2 separate regions of the Mus musculus genome follow, and region 1 is linked to region 2. A link is a contact called in public promoter capture Hi-C data. All regions are on one chromosome and are shown on one strand. The core of a region is the stretch at or near the end of the contact, and the rest is flanking DNA. Distances in the headings are between cores, read along the strand shown.

Region 1 (4,584 bases), core at 942-3,441, 120 kb after region 2:
TTATCATTGCCACATAAATATTTTACTGTATACCTCTGTGTGCTTCATGGCATTCCACAAGACAGAATCTTGAGGTTGTTGCTTTCCAGTTATTTGATCATGGGGAAGTTAGCTTCTCAACCTCAGTGTTATAATCTGTACTCGAAACCATTTAAATATAAAAAGAAATAATACTTGTGGAAAAATAATACTTGTGGAGAATTGTCTGAAAGAGAGACAGCCAGTTCATTTCGCTGGCTCTGGAGTGGTAAATTGGTTTAGTCTTCTCATATAACAACCATAGTCTATTGGATTTGGTTCCTAGAGCATAATGGCTTTAAGCATCCAGGGCCACGTAAAAGCTCAGTGGCAAAGAATGCTGCAGTTGCTCAGCATGTCTGCTATGGGTCTGGGCAGGGAGAGTAGCTGCATATGGGCCATATTTTTGCCTAGCCCCAAGGGTCCCGGTGTTCACCCTGGGATTAGTGCAGACAGTTCCAGCGCTTTGTACCTAGATGATTTGTTTATGTTTCTTAAAATGCCTTGTATCCAATATTCTCTAACCGTTATGCTTCATTAGAGGTCCTTGGGAAATTATGCATCTGGCATTTGGGTCCTTTGAGGTTTTCCTGTGCCCATATTTTTTTTTAATCCATTCATTATACAGACACGAGTTAGGTCTACTACAAGGAACACATCACCTATACATTTTGAAATGATCCAATACGTTTCTCCTTTTACACAGTTGCTCTCCTTTCTTCTATTCTGAAAAGTTCAAATACAGGCACAGCACATAATCCCACTTAGCATGCAGCAAAGCTATGCATGCTCATGGTACGCAATACATATAGTTTCCTCATGTCTGGACTTACTCTTCCTAACCTTGGTTTTTCTTTTGGCTTTGTTGACCCATTTAAAAGGTTTTTTTTCCATTATATTACATCAGAAATATGTGCTATACATCTTATTGTAAAGATCTTAATCTTCGAAGAATCTGATTGGATGTTTTATACCTCCCCTGCTTCTAAGCATAATTAGGAGATGAGGTATAATATCTGTAAGAGCATACTGTCTCCCATACAATTTTGTCTAGATTAAATAATTCAGAGATGCTCAGATCAGATTTGCAGTTTAGTTTTCCATATTTGTCTTTCCCAGTGCTGAAAATAGAAGGATTTAACAGTATCTTACCTCATGGGTTGGATCACGAAAAGCTTGACATCATTGGCTCAGTATTTGATGTTTGCAGTTGAGGTCTTTATGGGAAACCATTTGAAACAGGGCCAGCATGAACCATCTAAGATCATGTATCTAGGGTATAGCATCTGCTTATGGATTACACTTATTCATGTTATAAAAATGACTGGTTTGTTGAATTGGTTTTCTTCTGTGACTTCTAGTCAAGATGTTTTTATATATTACGGCATCTAGAGAATTCCAGTCTCTTGTTCCACCTATTCTGTTGCTATCAGCTGTGGAAAGTGAAGGAAGAAAGACCTTTCAGCATGCACTGAAGGCCTGCTGCCTAAAATCTGCAAAATGTGTTGAAAGTCAGTGAGCCAACTGGGATTGCCGACTGTGGTAGCAGTATTTGTTTAAGGAGCCCTTTCCCTACTGACTTTAGCAAGTCTTGATAAGAGAAGGAACATCGGCAATGTAATATTCATATTTTCTAGTCATAAAGAAAGAAAAGGGCTGTATGTTTGCGCACACAAAACATCATGTGTCTAAAATGTAAGAGCCAAACAAGGTTGTCTATTAGTTGCATATAAATATCCAAAAGACTGTTATTAATACTAGTCAATCTCGCCAGGTGGTGTTGGTGCACGCCTTTAATCCCAGCACTTGGGAGGCAGAGGTAGGCGGATTTCTGATTTCGAGGCCAGCAAAGTGAGTTCCAGGACAGCCAGGGCTATTCAGAGAAACCCTGTCTCAAAAAAAAAAAAAAAAAAAAAAAAACTAGTCAGTCTCAGAGAATTATTGATGCTATTTTGCTTGTCTGTACATTTCATTGTTTTTAAAATGTATTGTACTTCATAGCACTTGAAATAAGCATTTGGTAAACTTAGCTATACTGTGCAATCATTTTGATGGCATGAGGCTAGACCCCTGCTCCAACTGATATTTAGTAGCAGAATATGAAGCTACATCTGACCAAAATATTCAGCTAGATTTTCATCCTTTTCCAGAAGATTCTCTGCAGCTGCCAAAAGAGTGAGTGGACATTATCTCACTTCAGTGTCTTGTCCAGAATGGGGTGGATCTGGGAACTCTGTGACCTGAACATAGCCTTCCATGACATTTTATTAATAATGAGTGTAGGTGCACTTGGGAAATAGTCTCCAGTACGTTGTCCTTTACAGTAATTCCTGTTCGTGTGTCAGGACAGGGGTTTAAATGTGGCCTCTCATCGTTTGTGACATGCTTTTTTATTTGTACACACAGATACATGCACACAAGTACAACCACACACACTCACCCCTTGTGGAGTGGGCTTTAAGTCCAAGCAGAAAGTGGCTGATTACTCCCATAACGCCCATGCCGCTATTGTGCCAGTGGGCATATCTTGCCAGAGTGGTTATTGTTATAACTTGCAGTTTTCACATCTGGGTAAGATTACTGGAGACTTTTCTCTCCCAGTAGCATACATAGAATCTTCCAGCACTATGAAAGCTAAGCAATGGGAATGATACTTCCAGATCAGTACCAACTTAATTTGTCCATGTTTTATGACTCAGACATGTGGTGTCTTCAGCCACAGGATCTTTATCATTATGTGCCATAGGCTAGGCAAGAATAATGGCGATGGGCTGTAATGACTGAAGTGGGTATTGTGGGAGCCCACTAATGACTCATAGATAAGTAACATTGACACTGGGCTTTTTATTTGATAGCCTATGGTATCTGGGAAGTTTGTTTTCTAGATAGTGGGAAAACCACAGATCTCAAATTATCTACAGCCTGGTGTTCAGGCAAATATGTTCACTGACCAAGCTCCATGTCAGTTCTGTAACCATCAGAGTTAGGGGTGTAGAAAAGAAATTCCAAAATAATAGTGGCTTAAACTAACAGAGATATGTTCTCTTGCAAAAAGAAAAATAAACTAAGATATAATCAGTCCCAGTGTGGTACAGGAACTAGGTTCTTTCCTCTGTGCTGGTCCATCCTTAGCATGGTCTTTTAATTCTCTAGGTTGTCTCATTTTTATGATAGGAGCTATCAGGAAGGAAAGCAGATAGAGCTTACTAGAGGGTACTAGATACAGGGTACTTAAGCTATGTCAGATTCTTTAGTCTTCCCAGGACACATTATATTGCCATTTATATTTCAACAGTTACAATTTAGATATATGACCAAGGAGAAATGCCTTCTTTTAACTCAAAATATCACCACCTCAAGAGCCTGTATTATAGAGAAAAACATGAGACATTTATACCAGGAACAAACCCATAGTCTCCTATCTATAAAGAAAAGGCTGAAAAAGCATAGAACTATAGAGAAGTTAACTCTAGATTCTGGAAACATCTTTCTTTGCACAAAGGATTCTTAATTTAGAATTTGAAGGGTCAGTAGGAGTCCTCCAAGTAAAGAATTGATCAAGAATGTTCAGTATAGAAAGTATAAAATGCTCAAAGGAACAGAAAGTTCTAGCATCATACTTAACAATTCAGTCCATTTCTACATTCCTGGTTACTTTCTTTTCTGTTAATAATAGATCTGAAGGTAAGAATTTAAATTCTAATTAATCCTAATAGTTATTCATAATCAACAGATTAAAACATGTCAGGAATGATTATGCTGATAGAATTGCAAACAATTTTCTACTTGGACCAAAATAAGAACATTTCATTTGATGATAAAATATTCCACATTTTAAAAATAATTGAGTTAGAATATTTTGGCATCTTAAAAGGGAATTGATACAAAGGAAGAGAAACGTAAAAATAAAGCAATTCTGTCAGAGAGCTATTTGTGTTTAAACATTGAAATTAAGCAACATTTAGAACTGACTTGGTTCGTATCCTAGGGTCTACAAACCCACCCGGAGAGCACGAAGTCAGGCTCTGGCCAAGTTCCTCAGAAAGAATGTCACCTCTTATTTAGCAATCCCTAGTATGATTGTTTTTTTGGATCTAAGAAAGCTAAATTGTTCTTTTCTAAACATGGCTTTGGAGTTATAAGAAGTCTTTAGGATTATGGAGGGTTTTTTATAATTATCTCCCACGGTTCCATTAAAGACACGAGAATCCATTAAGAATTTTCCAGAGAAACTTAAATCTTTCAAGAAACCTGAAAATTCTATCATTTAAGAAGGGAATCCAGTTAGGTTTGAGATGCTCAAGAGCACAAATTCTAATGCCCACTGCCCATCTTGTCTGCCCTTCTCTATAGGCGAAAATCCTATGAAGTTAAACATGTCTTTCTTCACTGAGCAACAGAGCCCTGAACTCATGACTCTTGAGTGGTGTGACTTAGGTCGCCATGTATTCCTGTGAATCAGTTTCACTAAAGAATCTAGTTTTGAGACCATTTTCACCTACATCTAGGTTTTTCTTCTTTCTAATTAGCTAGTGTCTAATGTAGTACTTTTAAAGAATATGGTAT
Region 2 (4,382 bases), core at 315-2,814:
AAAAAAAAGATGGCACTTCCTTGAACCAGAGAATTGAAGATGATCCTTAAACTTCAAAATACCTAGAAATCTTGGTACTAGATCTTTTTTTATACCTTCCCTTGTTTCCTTCTTCCTGTGCTTATTCTGTAGTCTACATATACTTATCAGGGACAAAAAATAAAATAAGTAATTAAGATGTAAAATAAAGGAAAATTCCAGAGGATTTTTCCATCTATTAAATACTTTTATGACAATAATAACAATTTTAATTACTACTGTGGGTAATTGAGAAACATATAGCCTTGCCTTCAAAGGGCTTGGTAGCTCAATTTGGAAGATCATTGCCATATAGAATGATAATCTGGAAGATTAATCAAGACCTAATTTCATGAATTCTGTATTAGCTGCAAATTGGCCGTCTACTGATAGGACGCGGAGTACTTACAAAGTAAGCAGAAATTTTACATTTATTATAATAAGTGCTAAGAGCCTGCCATTGAGCCACATCATCTGAATGAAGAGAACCTGGTGTGAGCAAAGGTGGAAACAAAAATGTAAGGAAAGAAAGAAGAGAAAAAAGAAGAGAAAGAGAGAAAGAAAAGAAAGAAAGAAAGAAAGAAAGAAAGAAAGAAAGAAAGAAAGAAAGAAAGAAAGGAAGGAAGGAAGGAAGAAGGGAGGGAGGGAGGGAGGGAGGGAGGGAGGGAGGGAGGGAGGGAGGGAGGGAGGAAGGAAGGAAGGAAGGAAGGAAGGAAGGGAAAGAGAGAAAAAAAAGAAAGAAAGAAAGAAAGAAAGAAAGAAGGGAGGGAGGGAGGGAGGGAGGGAGGAAGGAAGGAAGGAAAGAAAGAAGAGAAAGAGAGAAAGAGAGAAAGAGAGAAAGAAAAGAAAGAAAGAAAGAAAGAAAGAAAGAAAGAAAGAAAGAAGGGAGGGAGGGAGGGAGGGAGGAAGGAAGGAAAAGGAAGGAAGGAAAAGACCTGTGATATTTTATTATGGATTATGTTTTAGACAATAATTCCAAATATTTGTCCTCTAATACTGAAATGGGCACTAGAGAACTGGTCTAATGTGAGTATTGGAGTGGACATAAATTACACCCAGAGCCCTATGAAGCTTCACTTAGCATCATTTCACTAAAACTTTTCTGGACTGCAGTGGCACCATGGGCAGTGGGCAGTTGAATAAGAGTTGGCCAAGTTCTCTCAAGACACCTTGCTTGACAGTGGCGTGGTAGCTAGTCATCTCTTCCCATTTCTCTAGTACCAATTCTAATTTGGGCTTTTATCCATCAAGTCCTGAGCCATATTAATTTCTTAACTTTCCAGTTCCCTCACTGAATCAAGAAATTATTTTTTTTCCCTTCATCAGGAATGTTTCTCCCTGATTCCAACCCCAACATGTGCTTTCCAGAGCCTCAGATGTTTCCTTAGCACTACAGATGTTTTGTAAATTCATTTCAGCAAAAGTTGCCAGTGCTGCAGAAAATATCTGTGGCTGATTGGACTCACGGTTTGGACAGAGCTTGAGTTAGATTAGAGGGGAATGGAAACTGAAACTCCTTGCTGGCTCACCAGGAGCTCAAGAATTCACAAAAGAGCAGGGAAGGAATTTCCTTGGAGGGGGAGTTTCCAGTGTGCCTCTTTTGGGGAGTGGGGATATATGTGGAAGCCCCTAGAAGTAACTCTCCACTGTTTTTCTTGGTATTGTGCCTACATACTATTGTCCACTGGAGATTGCTTTCCTTTTCTCAGTATAGGAGGAAACAACAGCAGTAGCAGCAACAGCCAGAAAGAACAAACTTTGCTTTTAGAACTCCTGGTCAATTAGCTATTGTTTCATACCTGAGATGAAATAGCTCCAAGACGTACAGATATCCAATGAGCAAAAAAGATGATGTGTATGATCACAAACACAGGAATGTTAGATTTTAAGAATAAATTGGTGATCCTACACTGTACCTTGGCTCTCTATCTCTTTGTGAGAGCAATGAAATTACTGCCTTCTGTCTTATACTTGAGCAGTGAGTGAATTCAATACTTGAGCTATTATTGTTATGATAATACAAATTTTTATAGTGCACAAAGAAAACCAGGCTGGCAAGATGGGTCTAGTAAAAACTTCAAATCTCCTAGACTCTCTCTCTCTCTCTCTCTCTCTCTCTCTATATATATATATATATATATATATATATATATATATATATATATATGTATGTATATAGATACATCTATATCTATGATATATTTATCTCTATAGCTAGCTATGATCTAGATAATATATGAGTATATAATACATATGTTTATATATTTATTCATACCTGGCTTATAATCTCTATCAGAAAATACATAATTTTATAAATATTCTATTGATACCACAGTGGAGCGTTTGAAATGCCTCTATTAACTAAATTTGTGTTTTTAAAGTAACAGAAGCTGAGAGGGGTGAAATACTTTAAGGCATGACCTTCTTTGAGACAGGCTTATTCAAAGCATGGAATGATCAGTTGCAAACTTCTTGAATGCTAAGCTTTGTTCATGTCAGCAATTATTGATTTTCAATTCAGCTGCCTATGAAATTGTGTTCTGGTAGGGCTTTGCAGAGGTTCTCAGCTAGAAGAGTTGTAATCCAGCCTTGTCCTTGGATAGAATACAAAAACATTGCTTACTCTAGTTCTGAAATGCAAATCTTACTGAAGCATTTGACATCAAGCAGACTTGGGGGTTTGTTTCCTTAAAAGAAATGAAACTGTCTCAATCCTTGTCTCCAAGTTGTTGTTCCATGGGTGGGGAAGAAGCTCAGGACAAAGTAATTTTGGAAAAGCAGAAACAACATCACTAGTTCTTGTCATTTTAGAATGAACCTGTGTACGAGTAGATGCTGTTCAAAGGGGAGTGGGAAGTCGGAAGTTGTGGCTCACATTTGTTATCCTAGCACTCAGGGGCAACGGCAGAAGACTGCCAGCAATGGAAAGCAATCTGGGTTGCATAGTAAGTTCAAGGATATTATGGGTGCCAGTGTTGTGACATACAATCTCTGAGAAGTGGGGAAGGGGCCAGAGAGAAGAATGGCTCAGAGAGAATCAGATGCCCTTGGCCTCAGAGGCCACCAGTGTATGTACAAATGCTCATACAAACATATCCACGTGTGATTAAAGCTAGCATAATCTTTAAAAGGGAGAGATCAAAATGTAAAGGCATTCAGCAATAAAGAAGGCTATCTGTGAATATAAAACCTGCCTCCCCAAGAACAAGTGGGGCAGTGCATGGGAAAATGATCAGCAGGCGCCTTCCCCAGCTATAGTATCAATGCTTCCCCTTTGCAGATGGAGCAAAAAAATACCTGGTTCAAAGACAAGATCTGAAGCCCAAGTCAAGCTGACTTGTACCTAGCTGGTGAAATTGCTGTCTTCCAGGCTGTACTCTCCTTCTTCCTGTACATTATTCAACTTCCATTTCCTTTTTTCTTTTTTCTCCAATTTTTTATTAGGTATTTACTTCATTTACATTTCAAATGCTATCCTGAAAGTCCCCTATACCCTCCCCTGCCACTCTCCTCCCTACCCCCTCCCACTTCTTGGCCCTGGTGTTTCCCCTGTATTGGGGCATATAAAGTTTGCAAGACAACTTCCATTTTCTTATTTGTAAAATGGTTTCACACGATGACCTGGCTCGTCACGAGGACTAAATATAATACTCTGTGAAAATCATGGTGTTCCTCAGAACTACTTAATACTTCCACTAGCCCTCCAGGCTTGAGTGTAAGATGCTCTACCAACTTGTAAAAAGTATGATCTTGAATATGTGCAAGGGTCTATTGAAAGATACAGTAGACTAGTAGTACCTAAGTATTCCCTTGTCCTGGATAGCGTTTGCACCCTATTATAGAACTGACTTCTCTCCTCAGTAGCAAGGGACAGGCTTCATGCAGGCCTTTCTCAGACTATGCACTGTGTCATTGGCAGTTCATCAGATCCCCCCAGTAGTGCAGCTGTGATAAGAACCAGATTCTAATTTCCAGAGCCAAAGCCAGCAGCAAGTACTGTCTGTGAAGGCACATGCCTCAGTGTCCACACGACATGCTTCATAAGAAAGTACACACAAATGCTAATGGGATTTTCCAAGAACCCAGCTACTGCTTAGTGTCCCTAAGCTCCAAGGAATAGGGGATCACAACCCCTATATTGGCAGGGGAACCTGTATTTCATGTTGTTAAAGAAGCCAAGGATTAGATAGGATTTATAGAGAATTAATGCATGTAGAAAAGTTAAGAATGCAGTCTGCAGATTGCTGTCCCAAAGCTAGGTTCATACATAGATAACATGTTCCTGTGGATGATTGTCCACTGTCTGTGAGCACACCAAGGGAAACTGGTTCTCTCATCTTTAAAGGAGTTGTCCCTCTTAGAAT

The links. Capture Hi-C pulls out chosen DNA fragments and counts their contacts.
Region 1: a promoter capture Hi-C map of adipose tissue shows a contact between it and region 2. The contact joins two enhancer-like sites. A contact is called at or near these places in 1 of 484 Hi-C or Micro-C datasets (cortical glia), 2 of 115 datasets of contacts at active chromatin or transcription factors (both in embryonic stem cells) and 3 of 9 other capture datasets (adipose tissue, liver and pancreatic islet).

The regions. Positions count from the first base shown.
Region 1 is chr4:86,193,815-86,198,398 of GRCm38.p6, forward strand. All of the region lies in intron 4 of Adamtsl1 (ADAMTS-like 1), which reads left to right. Among named protein-coding and RNA genes, the nearest start is that of Adamtsl1, 140 kb to the left of the region's middle. Within about 2 kb of position 2,192, at least 2 of the 459 cell types and tissues checked have an H3K27ac peak or open chromatin away from gene starts, as enhancers often do. A contact at or near this core is called in adipose tissue, where this site is marked.
Region 2 is chr4:86,073,602-86,077,983 of GRCm38.p6, forward strand. All of the region lies in intron 1 of Adamtsl1 (ADAMTS-like 1), which reads left to right. Among named protein-coding and RNA genes, the nearest start is that of Adamtsl1, 22 kb to the left of the region's middle. Within about 2 kb of position 1,565, at least 7 of the 459 cell types and tissues checked have an H3K27ac peak or open chromatin away from gene starts, as enhancers often do. A contact at or near this core is called in adipose tissue, where this site is marked.